2 separate regions of the Sus scrofa genome follow, and region 2 is linked to region 1. Evidence: chromatin contacts called from public HiChIP or PLAC-seq data. All regions are on one chromosome and are shown on one strand. The core of a region is the stretch at or near the end of the contact, and the rest is flanking DNA. Distances in the headings are between cores, read along the strand shown.

What was found. HiChIP or PLAC-seq counts read pairs in DNA pulled down with a chosen protein or histone mark.
Region 2: a contact with region 1 is called in an H3K27ac HiChIP or PLAC-seq map of alveolar macrophages. The contact joins the enhancer-like site here to the promoter of CEP192 in region 1. A contact is called at or near these places in 1 of 5 promoter capture datasets (fetal liver), 15 of 47 Hi-C or Micro-C datasets (adipose tissue, blood, brain and 7 more) and 2 of 2 datasets of contacts at active chromatin or transcription factors (alveolar macrophages and skeletal muscle).

The regions. Positions count from the first base shown.
Region 1 is chr6:96,730,981-96,735,734 of Sscrofa11.1, forward strand. CEP192 (centrosomal protein of 192 kDa) reads right to left here and starts at 2,820. Exons shown (of 54, transcript XM_021096019.1): 1 at 2,551-2,820. The coding sequence starts at 2,661.
Region 2 is chr6:96,856,075-96,861,544 of Sscrofa11.1, forward strand. No RefSeq gene overlaps it. Among named protein-coding and RNA genes, the nearest start is that of CEP76, 35 kb to the right of the region's middle. Within about 2 kb of position 3,482, at least 3 of the 83 cell types and tissues checked have an H3K27ac peak or open chromatin away from gene starts, as enhancers often do. A contact at or near this core is called in alveolar macrophages, where this site is marked.

The DNA of each region.
Region 1 (4,754 bases), core at 1,570-4,069:
TCACAGACACAGCTCAGATCTGGCATTGCATGGCTGCAGGATTCAGCACTGTCACTGCAGTGGCTCAGGTCACTCCAGTGACATAGGTTCAATCCCTGGCCTGGGAGCTTCACATTCTTTGGGTAGGGCACCAAAACAAAAAACAAACAAAAAAACCATTTTAAATAAAAATAGAATTGCGGAGTTCCCGTCGTGGCGCAGTGGTTAACGAACCCGACTAGGAACCATGAGGTTGTAGGTTCGGTCCCTGCCCTTGCTCAGTGGGTTGACGATCCGGCGTTGCCGTGAGCTGTGGTGTAGGTTGCAGACGCGGCTCGGATCCCGCGTTGCTGTGGCTCTGGCGTAGGCCAGTGGCTACAGCTCTGATTAGACCCCTAGCCCGGGAACCTCCATATGCCGCGGGAGCGGCCCAAAGAAATAGCAAAAAAAAAAAAAAAAAAAAAAAAATAGAATTGCCCCAGAGTTCCTGTTGTGGCGCATGGGAAATGCATCCGACTAGGAACCATGAGGTTGCAGGTTTGATCCTGACCTCGCTCAGTGGGTTAAGGATCTGGTGTTGCGGTGAGCTGTGATGTAGGTCGCCAACATGGCTCGGATCTGGCATTGCTATGGCTGTGGCACAGGTTGGCAGCTGTAGCTCTGATTCGACCCCTGGCCTGGGAACCTCCATATGCCACGGGTGTGGCCCTAAAAAGCAAAAAAAAAGAATTGCCCCAAGAACACTGTATAGCACAGGGAAATCTACTTAATAGTTTGCAATAATCTATATGGGGAAAAAAATTTGAGATAAAGATAGATAGATAGATACATAGACATAAACATATACACATGTTTAACTGATTCACTTTGCTATACACCTGAAACTAATACAGCATTGTAAATGAAATATACGCCAATAAATTTTTTTTTTTTTTTTTTTAGGGCTGCGCCTGCAGCACTTGGAGGTTCCCAGGCTAGGGTTTGAATCAGAGCTGTAGCTGCAGGCCTGCACCAAAGCTCAGGGCAACGCCAGATCCTTAACCCACTGAGTGAGGCCAGGGATTGAACCTGCAACCTCATGGTTCCTAGTCGGATTCGTTTCCACTGCACCACAATGGGAACTCCTCTAATAAAAAAGATTTGCCACATGATCCTGCAATTCCACTTCTGAATCTACACCCAAAAGTGCTGAAAACAGGATCTTGAAGAGGTGTTTGTTTACCCACATTCATAGCAGCATTCATTATTCACAACTAAAATGTAGAGGAAACCCATCTCCACTAACAGATGAGTGATAAGTAAAACGTGGTGTGTACAACATTCAGCACCCGCCCCCCTTTTTCGGCTGTGTCTGGGGCAGATGGCAGTTCCAGCCAGGCCAGGGGTCAAATCCAATCCACAGGTGTGGCAATGCCAGATCCTTAACCCTCTGTACCACAGTGGGAACTCCAACAATAAGCCTTTGAAAATTTTTAAGTTTAACTTAAATATTTCCTTTACAGGAAAGCAATCATGATACATGCTACATGTATAAACTTCAAAACATTATGCTAAGTGAAATCAGGCAGTCACAAAAAAGATAAATATTTTAAGATTCCACTTATAGGAGTCCCCAGAGGAGTCAAATTCAGAGACAAAAAGCAGATAGGTGGGTGCCAAGGGCAGGGGGACTTTTGAGTGAATGTTTAATGGGCACAGTGCCAAATCAAAAGGTTCTGGAGATGGATGATGGTGACGGTAGCACAAAGATATGAACGTACTTAATACCACTGGACTGTATACTTAAAAGTGGTTGAGAATTTTGTTATATGTACTCACTACAACAAAACAACAAAAATTTGAACTGCACTGATGATGCCCGACATGGACGATAATAACACAATACTCTTCTACGTCGGTTGTAATACAAGCCCAACAAGGCAATCTACAGATTATTCTCAAAAGCTTTTAAAAGATGCACTCATTTCTCTACTGGAATGTGCCTAAGGCAATCACCGGAGAAATACAACAAGCTAAGTTAATGATGATTTTCACTGCAACACTGCTGGCGCACAAAGCTACTAGAAGACCGAGTACTCAGCGGGTAAGGAAACCTGTTCTGTTAACAGACATTAACGCTATACCCAAACGGAGGGCGGAGGGCCAGCCCCTCGCAAGCCAACTCGACAGCCGGAGGAGCGAGCTCTCACCGCGCGGCCTGTCTGCGGAAGGGCGGGGACGCCGCGAGGACAAACCCAAACGGCGCGGATGGCGACTCTGGGACCCAGGGCCCGGGTACGGGCCAGCCACAGCGCTCCCACCGAGAAGGGCTGACCCGCGCGCCCGGCGTCCCCCACGCGGGGGCGCGCACGCCGCCGTGATGCGTACAAGCACGCGCCCCCTGCGGCCTCGGGCGACGGTGATCCCACAATACCCGGGGGGAAGACAGAGGCTGCCCACCGGCCGACCTCCAGGCCTCGTGCCCAGGAGTACGCCTCACATCGGGAGGACCGAACTCTCCACGCGCCTCTCCGCTCCAATGGCGGGCCCCGCACGCTCCTGCCCCACTTCCGGGCTCGGCCCCGCGCGCACCTTGACGCTCTGGTCGCTGGAGCAGGTGGCCATCCGCCGCCCATGGAAGTCGAAAGACACATCGTGGATGAGATCCTTGTGGTCCGCCGCGATGCTGCGCGCCACAAACATGGCTGCGGCAGGCTCCTCCCGCCTCCGAGAGGGAGGCGCGGCTGCGCGCGGACCGCAGCCCACTGGGACCAGGGGCCAGGGCGCGCGCAGCGGTGCTTCCCGCGTGCTGCTTGCGCGCCCCGGGCTGCGCGGCGCCCCACCCCCGGCCCGTCATTCCCTGCGAGGCCCCGCCCCAGCCCGTCATACCCGAGGGGTCCCACCCCTACCCTATCACACCCTGCGAGGGCCCGCCTCGGCCCGTCATACCCCGCGAGCTCCGCCCCCAGCCATCCATACCCGGCGAGGCCACGCCCCCCAACCCCTTATATACCCCGCGAGGCCCCGCCCCAGTCCGTGAGACTCCCTTCCAGGCCCCGCCCCCCAGCCTCATAATCCTCAGACCTTCCCTGCCCCGGCCCTCCCTACCCCGCGAGGCCACACACCCGCCCCGCCTGTTACACTCCGCGGGCCCCGCCCCATGTCCGTCAAACCCCTGGGGGCCCGCCCCACCCCTCCCCCCGGCCGTCAAGCCCCGTGAGGGCACGCCCTGCCCACCATAACTCCGTGTGCCCCCGCGCTCAGCCCAACAGAGCCCCGTAAGGCCACGCCCCAGTCCTTCGTACCCCAAGAGATCCAGCCCAAGGTCGAGCAACCCTACGAGGCCCGCCCCGCCTCGGCTCCGCCTATTCCGCGAGGCCACGCCCTAGGCCGTTACGCTTCGCTGTCACGCCCCGGGCTCGTCACAATCAGCGGGACCCTCCTGAGCCTGTCCTTCCCCTCGGAGGCCTCACTCTTCCCCGCCCTTTGAGCTCACGGGGTCCCTTGGCCTCTTGGGACTCCCGCCACCATCTGAAGAAAGTTAACTGACTGTCGATGTGTAGAAATTGGGGAGGATGCAAAGGTTAAGACTGCTGTCAGCAGGCCTCTGTCCTGACTCAATATCCTCTGCCCCTGTTCGCTGACGCGGTGCTTGGAGCGGGTCAGGGGGGTGCACACCAGAGTGGGCAGCGCAGACGGGCGTGCGTCTGGCTGCGGCAGGGAGGCCGGACTGCTGTCTGGGAGATGCCCCCACCGGGAGGTGGGGAATGCTTGGTCTTGCTGGAAGTGCCTTCACGTGCCTGCCCCCCACCACTAAAAATGGTCAGTTTCTATTGGCGTTTCAAGAGGCAAAGCCCCAAATCCCTGAGTTGCAGGTATGAGTACTAAGAACTATTATAACTTATAAGTTCAAAGGCACTCATTTCCAAAGAAAGTACTGTCTATGAAAGTCCTATGGATTTACAGGAGCTTGTTAACTGAAGTTTAGCACTTGCCATCAGCCTCTATTGCAGCTGCCCACCCACAGTACCCCCTGACCTAAGCTCAGGGTGGAGACCAGGACTGAGGCTTCTGCGCTCTGGGAAAAGTGGATGAACAGATCTTCAGACTATTAGATATTTTTAGGGGAAGGTTTTATGAGCCCAATTATTGCATCTTCTCATATCTAGAAAAACACTGAAATTCATTCATGATGACTAATGTCTGTGACTAGTAGTAACCTTCACAAGACCAGCAGCAAACTTCTGTAAAATGTGTGCAAGGCTACATGCACCTCCCCCTTCACCTGTATGACATGTCTTGATATTCCTCCTTTCCTCTTTGGAAAGTTAGTGGACAAAACAAAAGATGTCATCTGTGAGAACAGCTACTGCCAAGGGTGGGCCAGTCAGCCCTGAGGGAACTCAGGAAACCATATCAACAGAGTGATTACACAAAGACCTTTATGGCTTCCCACAAAAACTGGTTTTCCATAAATCATCTTCTGTAAATCTGGTTATCCGTAAATCTTTCGTTCTTATTACCTCCTGTTTGTTGCAAAAACTCATATATCCTAGCTTCCTCCCTCACCTCAGAGCAGTTTCTCAGGGCTACCTAAGAAGTTTGTCCTGGACTTAAGTCCTAATCTCGCCCCAAATAAAACTTAACTTTCGGAGTTCCTGTCATGGCTCAGTGATTAACGAATCCAACTAGGAAGCCTCACTCAGTGGGTTAAGGATCCGTGGTTGCCGTGAGCTGTGGTGTAGGTCGAAGACGCGGCTCAGATCCCACGTTGCTGTGGCTCTGGTGTAGGCCGG
Region 2 (5,470 bases), core at 2,232-4,731, 130 kb after region 1:
CCTGGGAATTTCTATATGCCGCATGTGTGGCTGTAAGAAAAAAAAAAAAAAAAAAAAAGAAGGAAAGAAAGAAAATCTGGGAGTTCCCTAGTGGATCAGTAGGTTAAGGGTCCAGCTTGTCACTGCTGTGGTGCAGGTTCCACCCCAGGCCCAGGAATTTCCACATGCCACTGGTGAAGTCAAAACAAACAAACAAAAACTGCACATTTAAATAATTATTTAAAAGGTACACTAAAAGTGACGTGAGGATGTCTCGATATATTGTAAATTAAAAAGAGAAATTCAGTGAGTTCTCCTGTGGCACAGTGAGTTAAGGATCCGGTGTTGTCACTGAAAAAAGAAGAATGTTAAGCTACAATTGTGTAGCTCATTCAAACCCATCTCCATTTAGGGCAATCCCAGCTGTGATTCAAGATGAAGTGACATCACACAGCTTAAACAATGGCCACAAAAGGGGACACGCTGGGCCCACTGAGGTCACAAATGGAGCAAAGCTGTGAACTTCCTCAGAGTTCCTTCTTCAAGAGCATTTGTGTGGTTCTTGGTTTATTCCATTTTCAAGATATTTGAAAATAGTAGAAGTTTCAGAGGAGATTATTTAATGAGCCTTGGCTAGGCTTTAAAGATACTGAGAGAAAGGGAGAAAAAAAGTCACTCTCGTGATGATAAAATATCATTTCACAGAAAACTGTCATTTCAGAGACACTGCTTTATGCCAGGCAGAGGCTGTGATGGGATGCCGGCCGAGGGCATTCTAAAGGAACACTAGTCAGAGTTCCCGTGGTGGCTCAGTGGTTAACGAATCTGACTAGGAACCATGAGGTTGTGGGTTCGATCCCTGGCCATGCTCAGTGGGTTAAGGATCCGCGTTGCCGTGAGCTGTGGTGTAGGTTGCAGACGCGGCTCGGATCCCGCGTTGCTGTGGCTCTGGCGTAGGCCGGTGGCTACAGCTCCGATTAGACCCCCAGCCTGGGAACCTCCATATGCCAAGGGAGCGGCCCAAGAAATAGCAAAAAGACAAAAAAAATAAAAAATAAAAAATAAAATAAAGGGACACTAGTCATGTTTATGGAATGTAAAGCAGATTTTTGAAGAAAAGGTAGCATCTGAGCCGATGCCTTGCCTGAGAATATTGACTCTGAGGCTGTTTCTCAACATTTCTCCGTGCTTTCTTGCGTCATTAACCTTCCACATCTCTACCCAAACCTGCATGCTCGGAGCCAATCCTGTGAATCTGCACTGATGGGCTTCTCCCGTATGTTGTGTTACTTTGGTAGCATGACCTGGGCCGTGACTGGAGTGATGTACCTCCAGCTCCTGAGACAGCATCACATGACAGGAAGGCAGCGTCCATCTGCAGGGATGGGACTCGGGGCACCTTCTCCAGGGCGGCGTGGGCAGAAAGAATGACAAACAGGGGTTCCCATCGTGGCTCAGCGGTTAATGAACCTGACTAGGCTCAGCAGGTTAAGAGTCCAACTAAAAAGAAAAAAAAAAAATCTATTACATATACATACATATTTTGTTCATCCATTAGTGACACTTGGGTGCTTCCGCATTTTAACAATTGCAAATAATGCTGCTTTCAGTTGGCATGGGTGTCCAGATTTTGCTTTCGGTTCTTTTCAGTATATCCTCATAAGTGTAATTGCAGGATCATATGATAATTCTATTTTTAACTTTTTTTTTCTTTTTGCTGCACCCATGGTATATGAAAGTTCCCAGGCCAGGGACCTACACTTCAGCTGGAGCAATGCCAGATCCTTAAGCTGCTGTGCCACAGCCGGAACTCCCTATTTATAATTTTTTTAATGACCTCCCAGTCTGTTTTACACACCACTTGTACTATTTTACATTTCTCCCAAGAGTGCTCAAGTGTTCCAGTGTCAGCATCCTAACCAACACATGATTTTCTGCTTTTTTCTTTAAGGTAGGCATCCTAGTGAGTGGGAAATGATACCTTTGATTTGTATCTCCCCAGTGTTGAGCATCTTTTCATGTGCTGTTTGGCCATTTGGATCTTACTTTGCCCCAATCTTTTTGCTTTCTGTTCCACAGACCCAGGATTTAGTTGTCCTGTCGTGAAGTTCGCTGATTCTTCTGCTTATTCAAATATGCCCCTGAATCCCTGTAGTGAAATTTTCATTTCAGTTATTTTACTTTTCAGCTGGAGAATTTCTTCTTGGTTTCTTTCAGGTTCTTCTCTATCCATTTTGTTCCTGCATCATTTTCTTGACTTCACATCTTTTCATTCCTTGGCATCTTTAGGACAGTTGTTTTAAAGACTTTGTCAAGTGGATCTGCCATCCAGGTTCTTTGTTGAAAACTAGACATTTGAATCTAATAATGCAGTACATCTGGAAATCAGAATCTCTCCCTCCCCCCATCTTCAGGACTTTCATTTTCTTTCTTTCCTTTTTTTTTTTTTTTTTTTTTTTTTTTTGCTTTTTGGAGCCACACCAGTGGCATATGGAAGTTCCCGACCTAGGGGTCAAATCAGATCTGCAGCTGCTGGCCACAGCCACAGCCTCAGCAACGCCAGATCTGAGCCACGTCTGTGACCTACACCACAGCTCACAGCAATACCAGCCCTTAACCCACTGAGCAAGGCCAGGGATTGAACCCACATTCTCCTGGATCTTAGTCACGTTCATTATCGCTGAGCCATGACAGAAACTCCAGGATTTTCATTTTCTTTTCTTCTCTATCCTTTTTTCCTCTCTCTCTTTCTCTCTCCATCCCTTCCTTATTTTTGATTGTTGTAGGCTGTCTCTGTGCCACAGATCAGCCTGAGGTGTAAATTGAGGTCATTTCAGGTCTTTTTTTAGCCCATGCCTTTCTCTTTGCACGATGGTGATTTGTTAATTTCCCCCATATATGTGGTTGCTTCTGATCGACCTAGACTTTAATGTTTGGTTCCCAAAAGGAAAGAGTAAAATGAAGGGGAAACAAATGGCACCAGCCCTTTAAATCCCCTCAAATTCACTTGCAGTAACAGAGGAATATGCAAAAACTTGACCATCCACCTGTTTGTGTGCATCTCTGTGATCAGAAGAAGCAATCATTGGTCAGAGCACATCAGTGGTATTTGGCAGAGAGGGTTTTTTTCCCACCCTGGATCCTGCAAGCTGCACCAATTTACATTCCCACCAATAGTAAAGGAAAATTCCCCTTTCTCCACACCCTCTGTAGCATTTATTATTTGTAGACTTTTTGATGATGGACATTCTGACCAGAGTGAGGTAATGTCTGCTGTCTTTTTTTTTTTTTTTTTTTTTCTTCTCTGTTTGTTTTGTCTTTTAAGGCAGCACCCACAGCATATGGAAGTTCCCAGGCTAGGGGTCGAATCGGAGCCACAGCTGCAGGCCTACGTCAGAGATACAGCAACAACTTGGGATCCAAGCCACATCTGCAACCTACACCACAGCTCCCAGCAATGCCAGATCCTTAATCTGCTGAATGAGGCCAGGGATCAAACCCACGTGCTCACGGATACTAGTCAGCTTCCCCATTACCACTGCACCACAACGGAAAGTCCCTCAGTCGTAATTGCTTCAAATATTTATTTCCCTTTTTCTCTTACTTCACCTTCTGGTATTCCCATTTTGCATATCTTATACCCTTATACCTCTTGTAGTTGTCTCACATTTCTTGGATTTTCTTTCTTTCTTTCTTTCTTTTTTTCTTTTTTTCTTTTTTTTTTGCCTTTTCTGGGGCCGCACCTGTGGCATATGGGTTCCCAGGCTAGGGGTCGAATCGGAGCTGTAGCCACCGGCCTATGCCAGAGCCACAGCAATGCCAGATCTGAGCCTCGTCTGCAAACTACACCACAGCTCATGGCCAGGGATCGAACCCACAACCTCATGGCTCCTAGTCGGATTCATTAACCACTGTGCCACACCGGGAACTCCTGGATTTCCTTAAAAAAATTTTTTTTTCCATGGCTCAGCAGAAACAAATCTGACTAGTATCCATTAGTTCAATCCCTGGCCTCACTCAGTAGGTTGAGGATCCGGCATTGCCATGAACTGTGGTGTAGGTCATAGACGTGGCTCGGATCCCGCATTGCTGTGGCTGTGGTATAGCCCGGCAGCTGTAACTCTGATTCGACCCTAGCCTGGGAACCTCCATAGCCACAGGTGTGGCTCTGAAAAAGACAAAAAATTTAGGGGGGCCACACTGGCTGCATGCGGAACTTCCCAGGCCAGGGATGGAACCTGCACCACAGCAGCAGCACAAGGCACTGCAATGACAATGCTAGAGATCCTTAACCCACTGCACCACCAGGGAACTCCATTAAAACTTGTTTTCATTGAAGTGTAGTTGACATACAATTTTATATTAGTTTGAGATGTACAACATGGTGATTTGACATTTATATGCACTACAAATTGGTCATCATGGTAAGTCTAATAACCATTAGTCATCATACAGAGTTATTACATTATTGACTGTATTCCCTGTGCTGTACATGACATCACTATGACATTTGTTTTTTAACTAGAAGTTTATACTTTTTTTCCTGTCTTTTGTCTTTTGAGGCCCGCACCTGCAGCATGTGGAGGTTCCCAGGTTAGGGGTCTAGTTGGAGCTGTAGCCACCGGCCTATGCCAGAGCCACAGCAATGCCAGATCTGAGCCTCATCTGCAAACTACACCACAGCTCTCGGCAACGCTGAATCCTTAACCCACTGAGCAAGGCCAGAGATCGAACCCACAACCTCATGGTTCCTAGTCGGATTTGTTAACCACTGAGCCACGACAGGAACTCCTAGAGCCCTTGTCTTCATCCTAGTTGTTTTAAATTCGCAGTCTGGTCATTTCAACATCCCTTCCACGTCTGGTTCTAAAGCTGGCTCTGTCTCTTCAAATTATGTGTTTTGCCTTTGGTGTGCTTTCTAATTTCCCTTTACAACAGGATGTGATGTTCTGGGTAAAGGAACTGCGATAAAGAAGCCTGTAGTGGTGGGATGAGGGGATGAGGGGTAGGGAGGCATCCCAACTATGGTGAGCCTGTGCCCTGGGCTGTGTCCTTCACAAGTGGTCCTTGTTCCCCGCCCCCTGACCTCACACTGTTAGGAAAGATGAGACGGCTGCCATGGGCTGGGGTTGTATACTTCCCTTCTTCTGGGTAGAGGAGGCTCTGATAAAACCCCAGCGGATTCGGCTCTGGGAAGAGTTTCTACTGAGGTCAGACCTTGTTCAGAAGGACAGAGGGCTCTGGTGAACCCTAAAGTTGCTTTCCCCTCCCCCGGCAGAAACATGAGAGTTTTTCTCTGGTCGAGCTCCTGGAGATAAAACTCACAAGTATGTGCCCCTTCCCTCTCCCCCCTCCCCCGACCTGGGGACCTGGACCTTGTCACTGTCAGCCTTGTCCACCCCGAGCCTCCAGGAGTTGCTGTCTGGGTCTTCCTGCTGCGGGAACTTCTGCACGTGGGCTTCCAATCTGGTAAATTGTGAGTCTGTGTATC